4 separate regions of the Mus musculus genome follow, and all the other regions are linked to region 1. A link is a contact called in public HiChIP or PLAC-seq and promoter capture Hi-C data. All regions are on one chromosome and are shown on one strand. The core of a region is the stretch at or near the end of the contact, and the rest is flanking DNA. Distances in the headings are between cores, read along the strand shown.

Region 1 (4,374 bases), core at 1,208-3,707:
CTGGAAGCCAGGGGAACAGGGAGGGGTGCAGCCAGACAAGCTGAAGGCAAAGGCCCTCCTCAGCTGTGGCTGTAGGGAACAGGGGTGCAGCCAGACAAGCTGAAGGCAAAGGCCCTCCTCAGCTGTGGCTGTAGGGAACAGGGGTGCAGCCAGACAAGCTGAAGGCAAAGGCCCTCCTCAGCTGTGGCTGTAGGGGAGGGCAGAGAGTCAGGCAGCCACGGGACTCCAAGGGAAGCAGAGAATCACTAGGAAGGATGGATGGCCAAAGGAAGATCCTACCTTTGCCAGTTCTACCATCTTAGTAGGCTCCTGGGAACTATGTGGACTTCCCCCTACAGGGGATGAAATTGACACCCAGAGAACATTTGTGAGATGCCCTAGGTCACACAGTAAAACAATGGCATAGGACCCTGACCACAGGGAAGTTTGGACAAAGTAGGGGAAAGCCCAGGCCTCAGGACCTGAAATAGTCAGCATCCTGCAGGGCAGAGAGGATGCCTGGACTTTCTCCTCTTGATCTCAGGAGTGTCCCTGGGACTGATGGGTTTATACTCTGAGCACTGTTCCCAGGAGACTGGTCTCAACAGATAACGGCTGCTGTTCTTACCCTCACTCCCCCACCCTCACCCCTGAGACAGGGTTTCTCTATGTAACCCCAGCTGTCCCGGAACTCACTCTGTAGACCAGACTGGCCTCGAACTCAGAAAAACTCAGAAAAAACTTCCTCTGTCTCCCAAGTGCTGGGATTAAAGGCGTGCACCACCACCGCCCGGCTAGGATTTCTTGAACCCAGGATTTTGAGAGTAGCCTGGGCAAAAGGGCAACATAACAGGTTCAAACTCACAGAGCTCCACCTGCCTCTGCCTCCCAAGTATTGAGTCTAAAGGCGTGTGCTACCACCACCTGGCTTTTACCATCATCACCTTCTAGTGAAATTTTAATGGCAGTTCAATGATGAATATGGAGCCAGACCTGACAGCATGAGAGGGGGTGAGGGAGGGTGAAACTGCCTCTGGTCACTTAGGGGCAAGGAGAAGCCAGGCCCAGAACTCAAGTGTCAGATTCAAAGCCTTAGCACCTGCCTGCCACAGTACTGCACACCTCGGGACAGGTATTTAGAGAATGGACGGCTTTGGCCTGGGAAGACCTCTTAGTCTGGGAGAATGAGCAAATTTAGTGATGCTGTGGCCGTAGGGCAGGATTGAAGGAAAATGGAGATATGAGAAGGGTAAGGGGCCCCCTCAGCCTGGGTCTGTGTTTCTTGCTGACTGAGAGCCAAAAGTTCTAACAAAATGGCAGGAGGAGCTGGGGTGTGGCTCAGGTTGTAGAGTGTCTGCTAGCACATGAGTGCAAAACACCTATGCACACAAATGTAATAAATAAATGTTAATAAATTAAAATTTTAAAGAGTAAAACACACGGCGGCACATGCCTTATCTGTGAGACACTCTGGGTCACACTGCAAAGCAGTGACATTTCCCTTTATTGTGATAGCGTCTCACCAGCACCTGTGAACCCCGGTAGCTCAGGCTGGCCTCAAACTTGGAACCTTCCTACATCAGCCTCCCCAGTAGCTGGGATGCCGGTTCTTTTTCTCAGTAAACCCTGGCTTTGCTTAATAGTGACTTGTCCTGAAACTCTTTTCTGGGCACTGTTGTTAACAGTCTGGGTATGCTGAAAATTCACACAGATTTCTTAACAGTCTGCTTAAGGCCTGGGGATGCTCTATGGGCTTCTAGGGCAGCCTCTGGCATGCAGCTCCTATAGAGGTGAGCATCGCCCCCCCCACACACACACACACCATTCATTCTGCTCATAACAGAAACGAGGTGGTGCTCTATTTCTGGGAGCTGAGCTTTCCAACCCACTAAAGCACACATGCAGATACACCGTGATTAAAGCCCCTCTCAGCTTAGCCTCCTGGGGTAAGGGCCAGCCTGGGGAAGGACAGGAAGACAGGCTCAGCTTCAGCTGAACCTCTGGGTTCCCCAAAATAGGGTGGGACTAGGCCTCTTCTACTGAACATCCCTGTAACCTGCTCACCCTCCTGTGGACCTTCTGGACCCCAGAGCCCTGACTGGCATAGTCCCTATGATCTCTGTTTGGTCCCCTACCCTGCCTCCACAGGGTACCAGGCACAAAGGAAGTTCACCAGTACTAGGACAAGGGATGAGATGAGTTGAGGCTGAGGCCTTGGATCCTGCTAATAGAGGAACCAAGAAATGTTCCCTTTGAAAAGAGAAGTAAGTCATTGCCCTTACCCCAGACACAGACCCCCTCCCCTGTCCCGAGTCGAGTGACCATTCTCTGGAAAGCCACAAACATTCCCAAGCTGGGCTTCTACTAAGTTATCTCAAATTCTTTGAATTTCTCTAGTCTGGAAGGATTATAGGAGGGGACAGGAAGCGTGGGATAACCTCCAGAGAGGTTAAATAGGTCACCTCAATGCTGGGCACCAAGACAGGCAGAAGGACCCATGAAGACCTTCACCTCAGCTTTTGGTACCATGAGGTCACTTCAGATGCTGCTCCTGGCTGCTCTGCTTCTGGGGACTTTTCTGCAGCATGCCAGAGCTGGTAAGAGCCGGGCACAGACAGGATAGGGCAGATGGGAACCATTCACCCACACAGAGACCAAGGCAGAGACACAAGCTGTGTGACTTATACCCTGTCTGTTCTTAACAGGGGTCACCAGGGGGTGGCCACAGGAGCACTGGAGGGAGGATAATGGTTCTGAGGATGCTGGGATGATGTCAGGTGCCTGACCTGGACACATACCTTATTCTGAGATGTTAGGACATAGTGGCCTTGATTGTGGGCTCATGATGCAGAACGAACGATTCTCAGAATCGCTACCATTTGTTTCATTAATGGGCTTCATGTATCATCAGGGAACAACATAACAACGGAGCATTGGTTCCAAGAATGTATGAAAAGATTTTTATATTTAGTTTAGAACGGGAAGTTGAAATGAGGTTCCTAGATTCAGACAGCTGCATATGCAGACACACACAGATGAATATGCAAACTTGCAGACACAGGAGAGCACACACACACACCAAGAACAAACAGAATACAAAGTACATGCAGTCCCCACCCACAGGCTCACACAGGCATACATCGGAACATTCCATGGGTCCTCAGGCACATGGCCTGACTCTCAGGACACCTGCTTCCTATTGCTCTTCCAGCTCGAGCCACCAATGTAGGCCGAGAGTGCTGCCTGGATTACTTCAAAGGGGCCATTCCTATCAGGAAGTTGGTGAGCTGGTATAAGACCTCAGTGGAGTGTTCCAGGGATGCCATCGTGTGAGTATCCCTCTGTCCCACTCCTCTGCCTAGAACCCAGAGTGGGAAGTGGGTGGGCCTTGGAGTGCCCAGGAAGGCCACTGGGAAAGAAGGAAGAGAGGACAAGCCTGATTCCCCTAAAGGCAGTTTTGGGAACCCAGGGATACTCTTGTACCCCACACAGCTGAGGGGGTCCAACCTCTTTATGTATGGTGAAACTGAGTTTCCAAGATGGATAGGACATCCCAGGTAACAGAGCCAGTAGGCAGTAATACTGTCACCTCTCACTCTGGGTCTGAGCTGAGTAGAGACTAACACACAGCCTGAGGCTCTTTCTCTCAGGCTCAAGGTGCTCTGAGGAGAGAGGAGGCTAGGCATGAAGTCCTACTGCTCAGTGTTCAGGTCAATGCAGATGTGGCTGGTGGCCAAACCCTGAAGGCCTTCCTGGGCTCTTACTCACTGCTTTCTCCTACATAGGTTTCTGACTGTCCAGGGCAAGCTCATCTGTGCAGACCCCAAAGACAAACATGTGAAGAAGGCCATCAGATTGGTGAAAAACCCAAGGCCATGACCTTCCCGCTGAGGCATTTGGAGACGCCAGGGCTGCTGTCCATGGTTTCAACATAAAACGGCCTGTGACCAGCAGAGCCCAAGAGCAGCCACAGAGCAGAAGTCCCTGTTCCCTTTTTTATGGACTCTTATGCACTACAGGCGAACACAAAAAAAAGCAACGGAATAAAGCCTTCCTCCCTCAGACTGGGTCAGTACGTTCTGTCCCCACAGTGCAGAACGCCTTCCATTCTAGCTGATCACACAGGGAGAGTCCTCACAGGACAGCTGCGCCTGCTCTGCCCAGGTTAACTGAGGCTGAGAGGGACACATGGCCCCATACAAATGAGAGGTGGAACTGGAGAGACGTGGTCAAGGGCAGGGCAGAGCAGAAGTGGTGAAGGAGCCTAGCAGGTCCCTCACAAGTGTCCCCCTCCCTCTGTACCCCATGGAAAGTGTCCAAAGGAATCCCAAGGAGGGCCTGTCTTCTCTGTACCCCAAGTGTCCCAATCACCCCAAGACCAGCCCCTATTATTGT
Region 2 (4,374 bases), core at 1,370-3,869, 500 kb after region 1:
TGGCGCCAAGGTTAAGAGCACTTGCTGCTCTTCTAGATTTGATTTTCCATACATGTTTTACAGCACCCATGTCAAGCAGCTCATAAGCTCCTATAACTCCAGTTACAGGAGATCTAATACTTTCTTCTGGCCCGTGAGCCCCTAAACATACATGGACTACACACACATACACATTAAAAATAAATAGTTTTAAAAGTTTCTTCTACACACACACAGATACGCATTCTTGCCCCTGTGGTCTGAATTCCAGTATATGACACGTTCTGTATCATGTGTGACCTTTGAGCATGGCTCCTTTCACTGAGTATATGCATCTGGAATTCCTTTCTAAGGGTTCCTGTCACTAATTCATTTATTTCTATTAAGGAGTAGTAAGTATTCTATGGCATGGATTTTTGCATACCTTGCTTATCTGTTTCCAAGCTGAAGGAACTGTTTGCGGTGGGGGGGGGGGGGGGGTTCATATAAAGCATATATAAAAAATATTTCTTCAAATGTTATCGAAGGCTAGCTATTGAAAAGGATCTCAGTGTTCATCAGGGGTGAGGCCTGCATTAAATAGACTGTAATGCAGCCCATAACACAATATGCAGAAATGCTGGAAAGAAGACGCACATTCGTTGGAACAGGAGACACACACGTTCTAGCACTCTCGTGAGTCAGACTCCCTGTGTCTCTGTTTGCCTGCCTGCAGAGTGGGAGCACTGAAGCCTGTCATGGTGGCACCCACTTAAACTCCAGCACTTGAGTGGCAGAGGCAGAAGAATCCAGGCCAGCCAGCCTGAACTAACAAAAGCAAGAGACATCGAGAGTGCCTACCTTGTACGCAGAGTGTAAGAGAGTCAGGCATAACAGCCATTAAGAAAGCCCGGCATGGTGGCACATGCTTTTGATCCCAGCATTTGGGAGGCAGAGACAGGCAGATCTCTGCAAGTCCTGGGCCGGCTATACAGCTATATGGTGAAATGCTATCTCAAAACAAACAAAGCCAATCAAACAGAAACTGGTATAGGCAGCATTCTTAGACCAGTGACTGAGCCCTCACCACATCTGGAGTCATCTGTTCAGATATCATCTGCTGTCCAGTGACTGGCCCATGTTTCATAAAGGCTGGCCATGACTACAAGGACAGGTACTGAGTGTGAATACCAATTATGGAATATCATGTACTGCAGAAGCCCACAACAGAGAAGAAACACCAGTGACTTGTGGACAGAAAAATCTAAGATAACATTAGCCATGTGCTTTCATGCCAGTTGTTGGGAGGCAGAGGCAGGTAGATTTCTGTAACGCCATCATGCTTTACATAGCAAGGTCCAGACCAGCCAGAGCTACACAGTGAGACTTCTCTCAAAAATAAATTAAAAAATAAATAACCATACATCATTTTTTTTAGCTTTTAGAATAAAATACCAGTTGGACTTCCGTCATGGTTGGTGATGGCCAGTTTCTACCTTAAGCATGATATTAAGCACGTGGGGGAGCCAAGCTCCAAGAGACTGAATTCTTGCAGGATGGCCTGGCTCGGTGGTACGATCAAAGCTGACATGTACACAAGCCCAGGAAAGGCCACCCAGGACACAGACCTACCAAGGTTGTGCCTCTCTGTCTGTCTCTTCAAGGACCCTTAGAAAAATAGTAGCCCCATAGCCAGCTTCCCAGAGTTCATTGCCAGGCTGCTTGACCAACCCCTAACCTTGACCTCTGACCCAGCACTGGCTCAGCTTCTCCCAGAACAACCTCTACGAAAACAAAGCTTAAGCTTTGGAGGAACATCAGCCTACAGAAAATTAACTGGGGCCAGGGACAATCAATGGGTTCTTCTAGTCCTCTGCTGGCTTGGGGTGAGAACACAGCGACTTCCTCCCAAGGTCACACGTTGGGAATGGCAGAGCACACAGATCCCCGCCAGCTCCCAGCAGTCCTGAGAACCAGACCTGAAGAAAGCCCTCCTCCACACCTGGCTTCCACATCCCCTTGATAACACTCATTCTCCTGACAATCTTGCCTGCCCCCTACTCCCTGTAAGTGGGATATCCATTCTCAGGTCAATAGACTTGCCTAAGGGGACTCTGGCCAAGATAAGTATACTCTGAGATCTGCCCTTGGGTCCTGACTGCCTTCTCTTGACTTCTGCTGTAGTGGGCAGTGAACCTAGCTTGAATTTTTGAACTGTCTGGAGGTTATCTAGGCAAGCAGCCTCTTAGCCCAGTTTTTCCTTGACCGGAATCTGGAGGCCTGTCTTGCTGCCCTCCCACTTTGAAGGAAGAGAACCTGGAGGTAGCCACCCAGGAATCTGAAGTGTTAGACCACCAGGATTCTGAGAATCTTCTGGGAGAGCTGGAAAAAACAGATTCCTAGCCTCCCCCAAACCCTCTGGGGGTATCAAATCCACATTTCTCAGGTTGCGCTGGAGATAGCAAAGTCTAAGCCACAGGATAGAGTGTGGGGACCACGCATCATAGCTCTCCTGCCTGCTCTATTTATCACCTAAAAGCCCCGCTAAAAGCTGAGCGTGGTGATCCCCCAAGGAGTCCCACTGAGCCCCCATTTCATGTTGAGTTACCTGTTCAGATGTCAGCGGCTAGCCAGGAATTGCCTTCTCAGTGCCCCAGCAGCTGGCCTCTCAGACCCAGCCAGGATTAATTGGCACTAGATGGGCCGGGTGCAAAGGATTAGCATGTGCAGAATCGGGGGCAGGGTAGAAAGATGACTGGCACCCAGGGAAGCAAGCAGCAACCCCCACGGGTCCAGCAGTGTCCTAGACATAGGGCCCTTTGAGTTACTAGGGAACCTGCTCCAAGCCAGGATCTGTCTTCCCACAGAATGTGACAAAGCCAGAGAAAGGCTGCAGGACAACCAATAGCCAGGGTACCTGTGTGCTTCTGGGAGCCTCCTCAAGGTGACAGGAACCCATCAGCTCAGTCTGGGGGACAAGAGTGTGTCCTTCTCTCCTGCTCTGGTGCTGGGACTCAGTAGGATATCTGTGGCGGAGTCTTTAACAGCTTAAAGCATTATCACAAAAACCATTGGCCCGGGACAAGACCTTTAGCCAAAATCTGTATTAATCTACATTTCCAGAGAAGCAGAACCATGTGACCTGGGACAACTATGTCTTATGCCAAGCAAGGTGTTTTGTTTTGTTTTGTTTTGTTTTTGGATGCAAAGTATTTTATTTTTAAACTTGTAAAGTTGGAACACAAGATCGCCTGGTTTAGATGAGTTTCCGAGCTGAATGCACTTGCCTGGAGCTCAGTTTCTGGCTGATGAACAGTTCCTAATACCCTATGTGGGTGCCTACGTTCTGATCTGTGGGTGGTGAGCCGACCAGCGTCCGTCCGGCTGATAACGCCACTTTATGCCTTGGTAAGGGCTTAACAACCTTTAGGCATTGTTGTAGCCTTACACAGCCAGTGCTGCCCCGAATGTCTCCTGAGAAGCATAAAGCATGTACAAAAGGGTGTCCACTCCATCTCCCTCACTCTCAGAGACAGGTGTGGACACACTCACCATGCTGTGCCCATTCACCAGGAAGAAGAAGGCTTGGTTAGCATTGAGCTGCAAGCGCCGTCTAATTATCATGATGAGTTTGCTCATATTCACATGATCTGGAACTTGGTCTTGTCCAGGACGGGCAGCTGTTTCTCCCCCTTGTGTCGCTCTATAGTCACTGGGATCTTGGTGGGGTGCTGCTCCCGGATGAGCCGGACATCTTCCACTCTTTGTTCAAAGCTCTGGCGCTGCTTGAAGGTCTTCTCAGACGGCATATGGGGTGGGGTGGGGGTGGGGGTCCCAGATCAGACGATCTGGCTCCCATGACGATCACTTCCCTTGTGTCACCAATCAAGCTTATTAAGAAACAGTATCTTGGGCTGGAGAGGAGGCTCAGATGCTCTTCCCGAGATCCTACTGAGTCCCAGCATCAGGGCTGGGGATCAAGGACACACTTTTGTTCCTAACAACTACATCGTGGCTGAAGTGAAACTGGTTGAATGAAACTTACTTGTTTAGGGTTTCCACTGAAGCTCACTGTCCTATTACATCTGGGTTACTGTAATACAACACCTTAAATCAAGTGATTTACAAGTGACAGAAATGTACTGTTCGCTGCTGTCATAGAAGATCCAAGCAATAGAAGAGGTGGTCTCTGGGAAGTTCTTGTTCCTGGTAGGTGGTGATGTCTATGTGATATAGTCACTCCACGATTTGTTTCTGAGTCCTGGCCATGGGCACCAAGCTTGTCTCCACCTTTTGACTATAAACCACATGGCTCTGAAAATCTGCACGCAAGCCTTCAATGGCCCATGTTGACTTCTCTGCTTCCAAGGTAGGCTCTTCATATGAAGCAATTGTATTGTAAATTGCTTTGTCTTG
Region 3 (4,374 bases), core at 472-2,971, 460 kb before region 1:
AAGAAGAGATGGGGCAAATGCAAGATCCGAGTGTTTGTTGGGGGCCAGATCAACAGGATGGACGAAGAGAGAAAGGCGTAAGTGGGGACCACAAGGGCTGTGCCGATCCGCCATCTTGCCTCCCCGAGGCTGCTGGACTCCCTGTCCCTGTACCCTCCAGCTCTGCCCGTGGGTGGCCCTGAGGTCGTCCCAAAGCCCAGGCCAGCCTCTCTCCAGCTCACAGTAATGGTGCCTGGGGCTCACGCAGGAGCTCTCTCCATTTCGGAAGGGTTGGCTTCTGGGGCCCGCCTTAAGGAGACCCAGGCGTCCTGGTGTTTGCTCTGATAGGAACATGTGGTAAGTGCTGAAATCGCAAGACTCTTCATGGACAGACTCATGGAATGGCAGGACAGAGGTAAGTGAAGCAAGATTAGAATGCTTCCTGACAGTGTCCCCAGAGTAGGGATGCAGGCTCAGGGAAGACATGAGGTAGCCAGGAGACATACCAAATCTCATGGCGAGAAGTGACTTTTAATTCCCTCTCGGGTCTCTGGATGATTTGGCAGGAGATCTTGGTGTCAAGCTGGCCTATTCTTGAGCTCAGTTGAACTTCTAAGCAAACAGAGCAGGCCTGACTCATTGGCTTGGCAGGCAATGCCATCTGGCCAGAATTTGGTGACACTGTTATATTTATATGGGTTTTCATTGTATCTTCTTTCTGGCCATAAGTGCTGTTTTCTGCTTCAATTAGGAGATAAATTTTGCTTCTGAAATATATCTTACTAAGCCCCCTTTTAAAGACTATAACAAAACACCTGAGGCAGTCTGTCTCATAAAGAAAAGAGGTTTCATTTTGCTCACGGTTCCGGAGGCTCAGTCTAAGGGTTGTGTCTGGTGACATCCTTCTTGCGGTGATGGTGACGCAGGGTATCATATGACAAGATACTGGTGTGTGTGTGTGTGTGTGTGTGTGTGTGTGTGTGTGTGTTTGTGTGTGTGTGTTCTCCCCTCTTATCTTATGAAGCCTCTAAATTTCAGTTCAACCACAGGATGCAACCTCAGTGACCTGGCTTCAAATCCTAAACAGGTCTCAAAGTCCCTATCCATAAACACCAGAACAGGATTCTGTTTCCATGATCTCACTCCCACGCGCTGAGGATTAAATTTTAACCTGAGTTTCTTGGGGGTAAACTGTATGCAAATCACAGCACTAAGACAGAATGTGACTTGCCTTAAATAAACACAGAAGTACACAGAGGTGTGGCTGTAGAGGTGTCAAGTTGGCCTGAGTTGTAGGGGAGGAGTTGGGGCAACAGTGACTTTTCAGCCAAGGGAAGTAAGATTAAAGGTCGTGCATGATGAGACCTGCTCAGACGAATGGTGGCGGTTTGTCCGTGGAGAAGACTCTGGTGCAAGCTGTAGCAGGAGATCACGATAGGAGGTGGCCCCTGGCCTGTACCACTCTTCCTATACCAGGATTCCACCCCTGCTCTTTCTTCTAATCACCCTGTGGGTTCAAGGAGGCCCAGCATACTCTCCCTGCCTTCTCCCTCAGCCTGCTGCACTCCGTGAGAATTTTACCACCAAAAGGGCCTTCTTTGGCAAGGCCACTGACGGCATTGAGGACCCTAGCCACCTGACTTTCATGGGACTTTTAAAGAGTAAACAAACAGACCAGAAGGCTCTCCAGCAGTCTGTACTTCCTGTCCCAGCTCTGGGTGGCAGCTGGGTTTCGTGAGGTTTGCTTAGCTCAAGGTGGCCCCGTTGGGTAACAGCATGTCCTCACAGTGTTGATAAAAACCCTTCTGTCCCAACTGCCACTTTGTGGATCACATGATCTGCTGGCCCTATGACCCAAGGACTGCTTGGGCTCCTGGCAGATACCTGGATGAAGGTGCCACAGCTCTGCTTTTAAAATCCTGCTTCTGGGAATGGAACACTGGTTATGTGTGCCGAATGTGCATGAAGCCCTGGGTGTAACACACAGCGCTGCATGCACAGAGCATAGCAGTAAGCATTGGGGAGGGGGATACAGAAGACGCAGAAACTCAAGGTCAGTGGTGGCATTGCACACCTTTAGTCCTAGCACTCGGGAGGCAGAAGCAGGTGGATCTCTGCGAGTTCAAACCAGCCTGGTCTACAGAGTTAACTAGCTCCAGGACAGCCAGGGCTACACAAAGAAACCCTATGTCAAAACAAAACAAAAAACCAAAACAACAACAAACCAATCCAAAACCAACCAACTAGCCAACAATAACAAAGGCATAGCAGGCTTAGGGTGGGGGTGCCGGAGAGGTGCTTCCCCAGTTTATTACACCAGCTGCTCTTAAACAGCATCCAAGTTGGAGTCCCAATAGCTAGCACTGTTAGAACTTTAGCTTCAAGGGATCTGGCATCTTCTGGCCTCCTCAGACACCCTTACACACATGGGACACACAGAGAAAGATACACACATACATGTACATAAAAAAAAAATCTCAAAAAAAAAATTAAGTCCCATCCCTAAGTTCAAGAGCCAGCAGGAGCTGTCTGTAGAGGCCTGGGCCTTTAGGCTCCCCTTCCCAGCATGCTCCATGTTACCCTAGCTGCTTCTTCCCTACCCTCACTGGCTTCCTCCTCCAATGGGTCGGTCTGGTGCGCACATCACATCCTGGAGGTATCACCCAGACCATGCTTTGCTAGGATTTCTGGCTCAGCACTGGGCTGGAGTTCCACCGGTGCATTCTGCAAACATCTTGGGTGATTCCAATGTGGACATTGCCTTACCCTGAGGGCCTAGAGCAGCTTTCTCCAGCATGTACTAGCCCGCCAGATGGCTGCTTCCTCTGTGAAGTCTTCCGTGACTGTGCCCTCCAACAGTGGGCTTCTCCATCAGATGCTGAGTCTGTGCCGTCTAACGGGCGCAGCTCCTGGGTTTCTCCTCAGCTCGTGTGTGGTGTTGTCTCTGTCTTTACCACCTCTCTTCAGTCTCTCCCTTTGTCTTCTCATCCTTTTGACCTTCACTTCTCAAAGTGTGGTTCCCAAGCCTAGCAACATCCCAGTTCCATCCTGGCCTGCTGACACTGGTTCAGAGTCAGCCAGCAGATACTTGGGAGATTCTGGGCAAATATTTTTTCCATGTCGCTTGCTACTCTCTCACCTACTCCACCCATATTTTCTCAGCGTCTAGCCACCTTGCCCCCTCTGTCAGCCCCTTCTGTTCTGATCATTGCTACTCACTCAGCAGGTGCTTAATGACTATCAGAACGAGTGGATACTTCAAAAATAATTTCTGCATCTGTCTTTCAGGATCATCTCTCTGTTGAGCAAGTTCAGACTGGGATTCCATGAAGTTCACGTCCTTCCCGACATCAACCAGAAGCCCCAGGCCGAGCAGTGAGTTGTGTGTTGGCCCTGTAGATCCCTCTGCTTGCTATTGCTTTTTTTTTCCAGTTCCATTGGCTCCTGTGTTGCTTTTCACGTGGGCCTCAGGACCTTTGCACATACAGCTGTTTCTCCACCCATCACCTTCTGCCTTGTGCACACAACTGGCTTCAGAAGGACACACTTCCTTCAGCTAGCAGAGTGGCCTCTCCCACCTATTCCCTGTTACAGGATTCAGGGTGGGGGTATCTTCCTAAAACACCTGCCTCTGTGTTTGCTTGCTTGCTCTCACCAGGCTAATAAGAAGTTCAGTGAGAATGGGGTCCAGTCTGTCTTGCTGATATAGGGGCAGCAGCACTTGATGCTACTGGCTGAGTGGGGTGGGGAGGGTCGGGTCCAGGTCAGTGGACAGCTCATGGACTTTTGCTGAATGCCAGACCTAAGTGTTAAGGGCTGATGCCACCCGTGAGCCCTTCAGTGCAGACGGCAAAGCTGGATGGGTTCAGTGAGAGGAGTATGTCCTGTGTGTGGGGACCCTAGGTATCCCTTGGGATTCCTCCATGTCCCTGGCTCCCCTGGAAACAGGGCCCTGCCACCTAACCTCACTGAGATTTTCTTTCCAGCACCAAGCGGTTTGAGGACATGATTGCACCCTTCCGCCTCAATGATGGCTTCAAGGACGAGGCCACCGTCACTGAGATGAGGAGGGACTGTCCCTGGAAGATCTCAGATGAAGAGATTAACAAGAACAGAATTAAGGTTCAAGAGAGGGAAGGGGCTTGCCAGGGTCTGGGGTTCCAGCATGTCTCCCCATCCCTGGGCTTCTGGAATCCCTACTTGACTCCACCCTATTCACCCTTAGCAATGTCTGAGATGTTCTTGGGCCACATGAGAGGGCAGAGTCTCATGCTGTCCCCGGTGGGGAGACTGACCCTCCTATAATGTAAGTGGTTCTGGCCATTGGTGGTGATCTTCCAGAGCTGTGTGTACGGCAGGCACGAGGCTCTTTTGACATTGCAGTGATATTTTTAG
Region 4 (4,374 bases), core at 1,075-3,574, 380 kb before region 1:
TTCCGATCCGGTGTTTCTCATTGCCATTATTGTGTGACCTTGACATCTCTGGATGAGACATCTAATGAGATGTTAACCTCTGCCTGGATCCTTCATGGGGCTGTGTGGGTTTAAGTACATCTAAATATGGCCCGTGCTTGTCTTTCTGGGTGGTGGCTACTTGTCTGTGTCCACTGAAAGCCCTCTGTCAGCAGGGAAGGATGTAGGTCCAGCAACACATAATGGTTGGGAGAATATGGGGTGAGCCTTACTGTTGGGCTGTAACTCTTCTCACACTAACAGATGACAGCCCACCATGTACCACAGGCTGGGACTCCACCATGTGACAATAGGAAACGGAGGCTGGCTAAAAACAAGGCATCTATTTGTAAGAGGCGAGCCAGGTAAGGTTGGGAAAGCTAAGAGTCACACATAAGTAATCAGTCAAAATAATAATGACTCCCCCCCACACACACTCTTGCCTGTCAAGAACTTTCTAGATTTCCGGCTCGGTCCCGGGAGGGAGGAGGTTAGAAGGTCACAGGAATTTGAGATCCAAAGAAGGGGACTAACGTAGAAGGATTTCTTAAGAGTTTTGGGCACACAGCACATCTGCTCTAACTTCTTCTGAAGGAATTGGAAGGTGCTCCTTCTCTGGTCCTCAGGACAGATGACAGAACTGAAACTCAGAGTCAAGACTTTTGTCTAGGGCAGTGTTTCTCAATCTGGGGGACCCAACCTCTGCCAAGTCAAATGATTTCATTATGATTCGTAACAGTAGCAAAATTACAGCTATGAAGTAGCAACGAGAATAATGTTATGGTTGGGGGTCAGCACAGCGTGAGGCTGCAGTATTAAAGGGTCCCAGCATTAGGAAGGCTGAGAACCACTGGCCTAAGGTGATGTAGCCAGCACTTAAGAGGAGGACTTGAGCCTGAGGTTTGGGGGTCATGGGTGTGCTGATGACCCTGCCCTACAGTGCTAATGCACTGTCTCCCCATTCCTCCCCCAGAGCATTCTGGGAAAGTTGCTTCACTGTGGGATGTCACAGAAACCATCCTCAGGAGGAGCCTGGCCTCCTGTTCTGGGACAAAGACAAGAGGCAGGGCAGGTTGTAGAACTTGGAACAGAGACAGGAACTTTCCAGGGCTGACGCTGGCCCTGTAGTCCTTTTCTTACCGCCCACCTCTTTCCATCCCTTATCCCTGCACCAAGCTTTCTTCTGTAGCCTAGGCAACCCTTGCACCCAGGGACCAGCAGAGACACACCTGGAGGCCGCGCTTGTCCAGGTCAGGTCTCAGGTGATGAGCCGCTGTCGCCACTGGACCCTGGACCCAACTCCACGAAGTTTTGCTCAGTGGCTCCTCCTGCCTTCATCCTACATCGTCTCTGGGAAGTGTAGAAAGAAGGGTTGTGCGGGTCCTGCTGCGCTCTGGCCCCACCCACTTCCTGGCAGATGCCCACCTTACCCAGTCTCAGTAGTCAGAGAGGCATGTCCCGCTGCGATCTCCAAGCCGCGGCGGGTTCCGGGCACGCTACTCGCGCGCCCTGGGGCTGGCACTTTGAATCCACGTGATTTCTCGGCAGCGGCAGTAGAGTCTATGAACTAGCGAACAGCGCCCGCTCAGTGGCCACTTTCAGTTTCCACAGAGCGCGGTGGAGAGGGAGCTGAACTGGTGAGTTACCTGCCCAAGCCGGGGCGCGGAGGGAGATCTGTGCCTAGAGAGAGGAGGGGGTGTCAGGGGCTAGGTGGATAGACAAACGGACTGAGGGGCCCGGGTGGGTTGGGGTACTGGTGGCTTAGCAAAATGCAGTCGGACACTGTAATTTGGGGACCACAGAAATTGGAGGGAGTGGCTCAGTTTGGGAAAAAACTTTGTATGTCTGTGCGCCCCCTCTCCTGGTGCCTGCCACACTTGTCATCCCCCACCCCCAACCATACTTTCTTCTTGTTTTTTTTTTTTTCTTTTCAATGCCTTTGCTTTAATAATAATCCAGAAGCCGCCCTGTTTGCTACATATAATTCTGAATTTTCAGCCAAAACAACAAAACAAACAAACAAACAAACAAAACCCCACCTTTTATTAGACAGATAGAATTTGGCTGAACCGTAGCAACTTGCTGTTCTATAGAGGAAAGCTGCGTTCTCTAAGAGTTGCCAACCTCAGGTCGGTGGCTTCTGGCTACCAACATTGTGTTGGAACAAATACTAGATATTAAGGAATGTACAAAAAGACAGGGATCTTTAAAAACAAAAACAAAAACAAAACAGAATATTGTGTTTTAAAAGAGAACGATGTTTCTTGAATGTCCATCACCTGTATTTCTAATGATCATTGAAACTTTCCAGTCACAAGGGTAAGCCTGGGCAGCCTTTTGTCCCTGGCCTACCACAATGCCACGTGGGGTTTAAACCATTTTTTTTCCACTCAGAAAAGCTGAGCTGGGAGCTCTGGGAGGTTCCTGGAGAATTCTGGGTCTTCAGTACTATTGGTATATATTGTCAGGATTCTTCTGAAAAGGGCGGGAGGGGCTTCATACAGAAAAGGTATTTTGAAAATTGACCTTCATGATTGGGGGAAAAGGCTAGAAAATGACCAAAGGTGGGTGTAGCTGAGCCATACCTGCAGCTTTCTCTTCCTGAATCGCTTTCTTGCAAAGAAAGGAAACCCGGAAACCTGCCAGGTTCCCTCTGGGATGTAGCTCAGAGACAGGGCAGACCCTGGTTTGAGTCCCCGGCGCCACAAAAATAAGGCACCAGGCCTGAGCTCCCACCAGAGAACAGAGTGGGCGGGAGTGACTGGAAGTTCATAAGGCCCCTCATGGTGTACTGTCCACAGACCAGCACCAGCAATTATGCCTTGCCTGCCCTGCCTCCAGGACCAGCGCCCATCTGTCTTGGAATAGGACCTCTGGGTGCTCTCAATACTGTGCATCATGACCATGAGTTACGATTTCAGATCTTGGAAGGTTGGTTCCCCATCTATAGTACAGACATTATGTTCAAAATTTATCTCCTGAATCGAGTGAGACGAAATAGAAACAATGCCTCGGCCACAAGTGTGAGGAGCCTGGGGTCCTGATGGGACAAATGCCGAAGCTAAGGGAACGCCTTAGTGCCTTAGTCTGCTTAGTCCGGTCTGCCCAGAAAGCACAGGTTGGCCTGATCTCAGAAGCTAAGTATGCTTAGGCCTAGTAAGCACTTGGTTGGGAAAGTCTGCCTAGACCTGTTCCCGGACCAGCCCGAGGATAGCAGTACCTGGTCAATGTCTATGTGCTCTCTCTCTCTCTCTCTCTCTCTCTCTCTCTCTCTCTCTCTCTCTCTCTCTCTCTCTTTCTCTCTTCCCTCTAGAAAGAGTTCAACAAAACTCTGTAGATTCTCTTCTCCCATATTTTGTGCTGTGTGTTGGGTAAAGAAGACATCCCCACTGCCTCTGAACGTGACCTTATTTGGACACAGGGTGACTGCAGACACTTAAGATGAGGTTGTAGGGTGGGCCCAGTAAGACTTCTGCCCACTAATAGAGGCGATCAGCATATCCACATAGATACCTCAGGAAGGCGGCCATCTTGGGGAGGCAGAGACTGCAACTACAAGCTGAAAGACAAAAATCCCAGCAACCAAAGTGTCCCAATCGGAAAGAGGAAGGCCCCTTTACTAGCATCCTCAGAGGATGCAGACTGCAGAGAATAAAAAAATAAAAAGCCATTTCTGCCAGCGCTTGATGGAACTTTTGTTTTTTTAACCACATCTGATACATCATCCCAGCATCTCTCCTCTACCACCAGCAGAGAATTGTGGCAAAAGAGATGCAAACACTTAAGTGTTGGGGGAAGGCACGGCTGAGAGGGCAAGAGATCTGCCTAGCTTCAGAAGATTCTGGGTTCTATCCTTACTACAGAAGACAAGCAAAAACCTCTTTGTAGGTGTTCTCAGGATGCAAAGCATCGTCTCTCTTCACCAAATATGTTTCTGTGAGTGTAGTTGATAGCCTTTAATGCTAGCACTTGGGAGGCAGAGGCAGGTGGATTTGGGAGTTCGAGGCCAGCCTGATCAACAGAGTGAGTTCCAGGACAACCAGGGCTACACAGAGAAACTCTGTCTCGAAAAAACCAAAAAAAAAAAAAAAAAAAAAAACAACCCAAAAACAAAACAAACAAACTCCTGTTTCTGGGTCCCTGAAAGTGGGTAGAGGCAGCATGACCCCCATTCTTTTCTTTAGGAGAGCCTTGAGTCTTCCATTCTGTGGATCTCGGAGATGTGGGTAGCAGGCTTTGTGATTCTGGTCACCTGTGACTTCGGATTCTTCCCTTTCTCTGTCACTGCCTCAAATCATAGCATAGACACACCCATTGCTCCAGATTGCTCGATCTTCCTGATGACCTCATATGGTG

Evidence for each region. Promoter capture Hi-C pulls out the DNA fragments that hold promoters and counts their contacts. HiChIP or PLAC-seq counts read pairs in DNA pulled down with a chosen protein or histone mark.
Region 2: a contact with region 1 is called in a promoter capture Hi-C map of stem cell-derived epiblast-like cells, with 3 times the contacts expected there. The contact joins the promoter of Cngb1 here to the promoter of Ccl17 in region 1. A contact is called at or near these places in 6 of 39 promoter capture datasets (embryonic stem cells, liver, pre-B cells and 1 more).
Region 3: an HNF4G HiChIP or PLAC-seq map of pancreatic cancer cells shows a contact between it and region 1. The contact joins the enhancer-like site here to the promoter of Ccl17 in region 1. A contact is called at or near these places in 2 of 39 promoter capture datasets (embryonic stem cells and hippocampal neurons), 2 of 484 Hi-C or Micro-C datasets (cerebellum and cerebral cortex), 5 of 115 datasets of contacts at active chromatin or transcription factors (T-cell acute lymphoblastic leukemia, bone marrow-derived dendritic cells, large pre-B cells and 2 more) and 2 of 9 other capture datasets (embryonic stem cells and macrophages).
Region 4: a contact with region 1 is called in an H3K27ac HiChIP or PLAC-seq map of microglia, with 8 times the contacts expected there. The contact joins the promoter of 9330175E14Rik here to the promoter of Ccl17 in region 1. A contact is called at or near these places in 2 of 39 promoter capture datasets (embryonic stem cells and hippocampal neurons) and 1 of 115 datasets of contacts at active chromatin or transcription factors (microglia).

Annotation. Positions count from the first base shown.
Region 1 is chr8:94,807,996-94,812,369 of GRCm38.p6, forward strand. Ccl17 (chemokine (C-C motif) ligand 17) reads left to right here and starts at 2,458. Exons shown (of 3, transcript NM_011332.3): 1 at 2,458-2,576; 2 at 3,191-3,308; 3 at 3,765-4,041. The coding sequence starts at 2,477. The coding sequence ends at 3,858.
Region 2 is chr8:95,303,966-95,308,339 of GRCm38.p6, forward strand. It overlaps Cngb1 (cyclic nucleotide gated channel beta 1), which reads right to left and starts at 2,620. Exons shown (of 33, transcript NM_001195413.1): 1 at 2,567-2,620. It also overlaps the pseudogene Gm5359.
Region 3 is chr8:94,353,045-94,357,418 of GRCm38.p6, forward strand. It overlaps Slc12a3 (solute carrier family 12, member 3), which reads left to right. Exons shown (of 25, transcript NM_001205311.1): 21 at 1-77; 22 at 3,268-3,354; 23 at 3,966-4,101. Among named protein-coding and RNA genes, the nearest start is that of Gm15889, 23 kb to the right of the region's middle. Within about 2 kb of position 1,722, at least 108 of the 459 cell types and tissues checked have an H3K27ac peak or open chromatin away from gene starts, as enhancers often do. A contact at or near this core is called in T-cell acute lymphoblastic leukemia, microglia and pancreatic cancer cells, where this site is marked.
Region 4 is chr8:94,432,779-94,437,152 of GRCm38.p6, forward strand. 9330175E14Rik (RIKEN cDNA 9330175E14 gene) reads right to left here and starts at 2,325. Exons shown (of 3, transcript NR_015514.2): 1 at 2,058-2,325; 2 at 1,449-1,698; 3 at 349-1,368. It also overlaps a transcript of Nlrc5 not described here.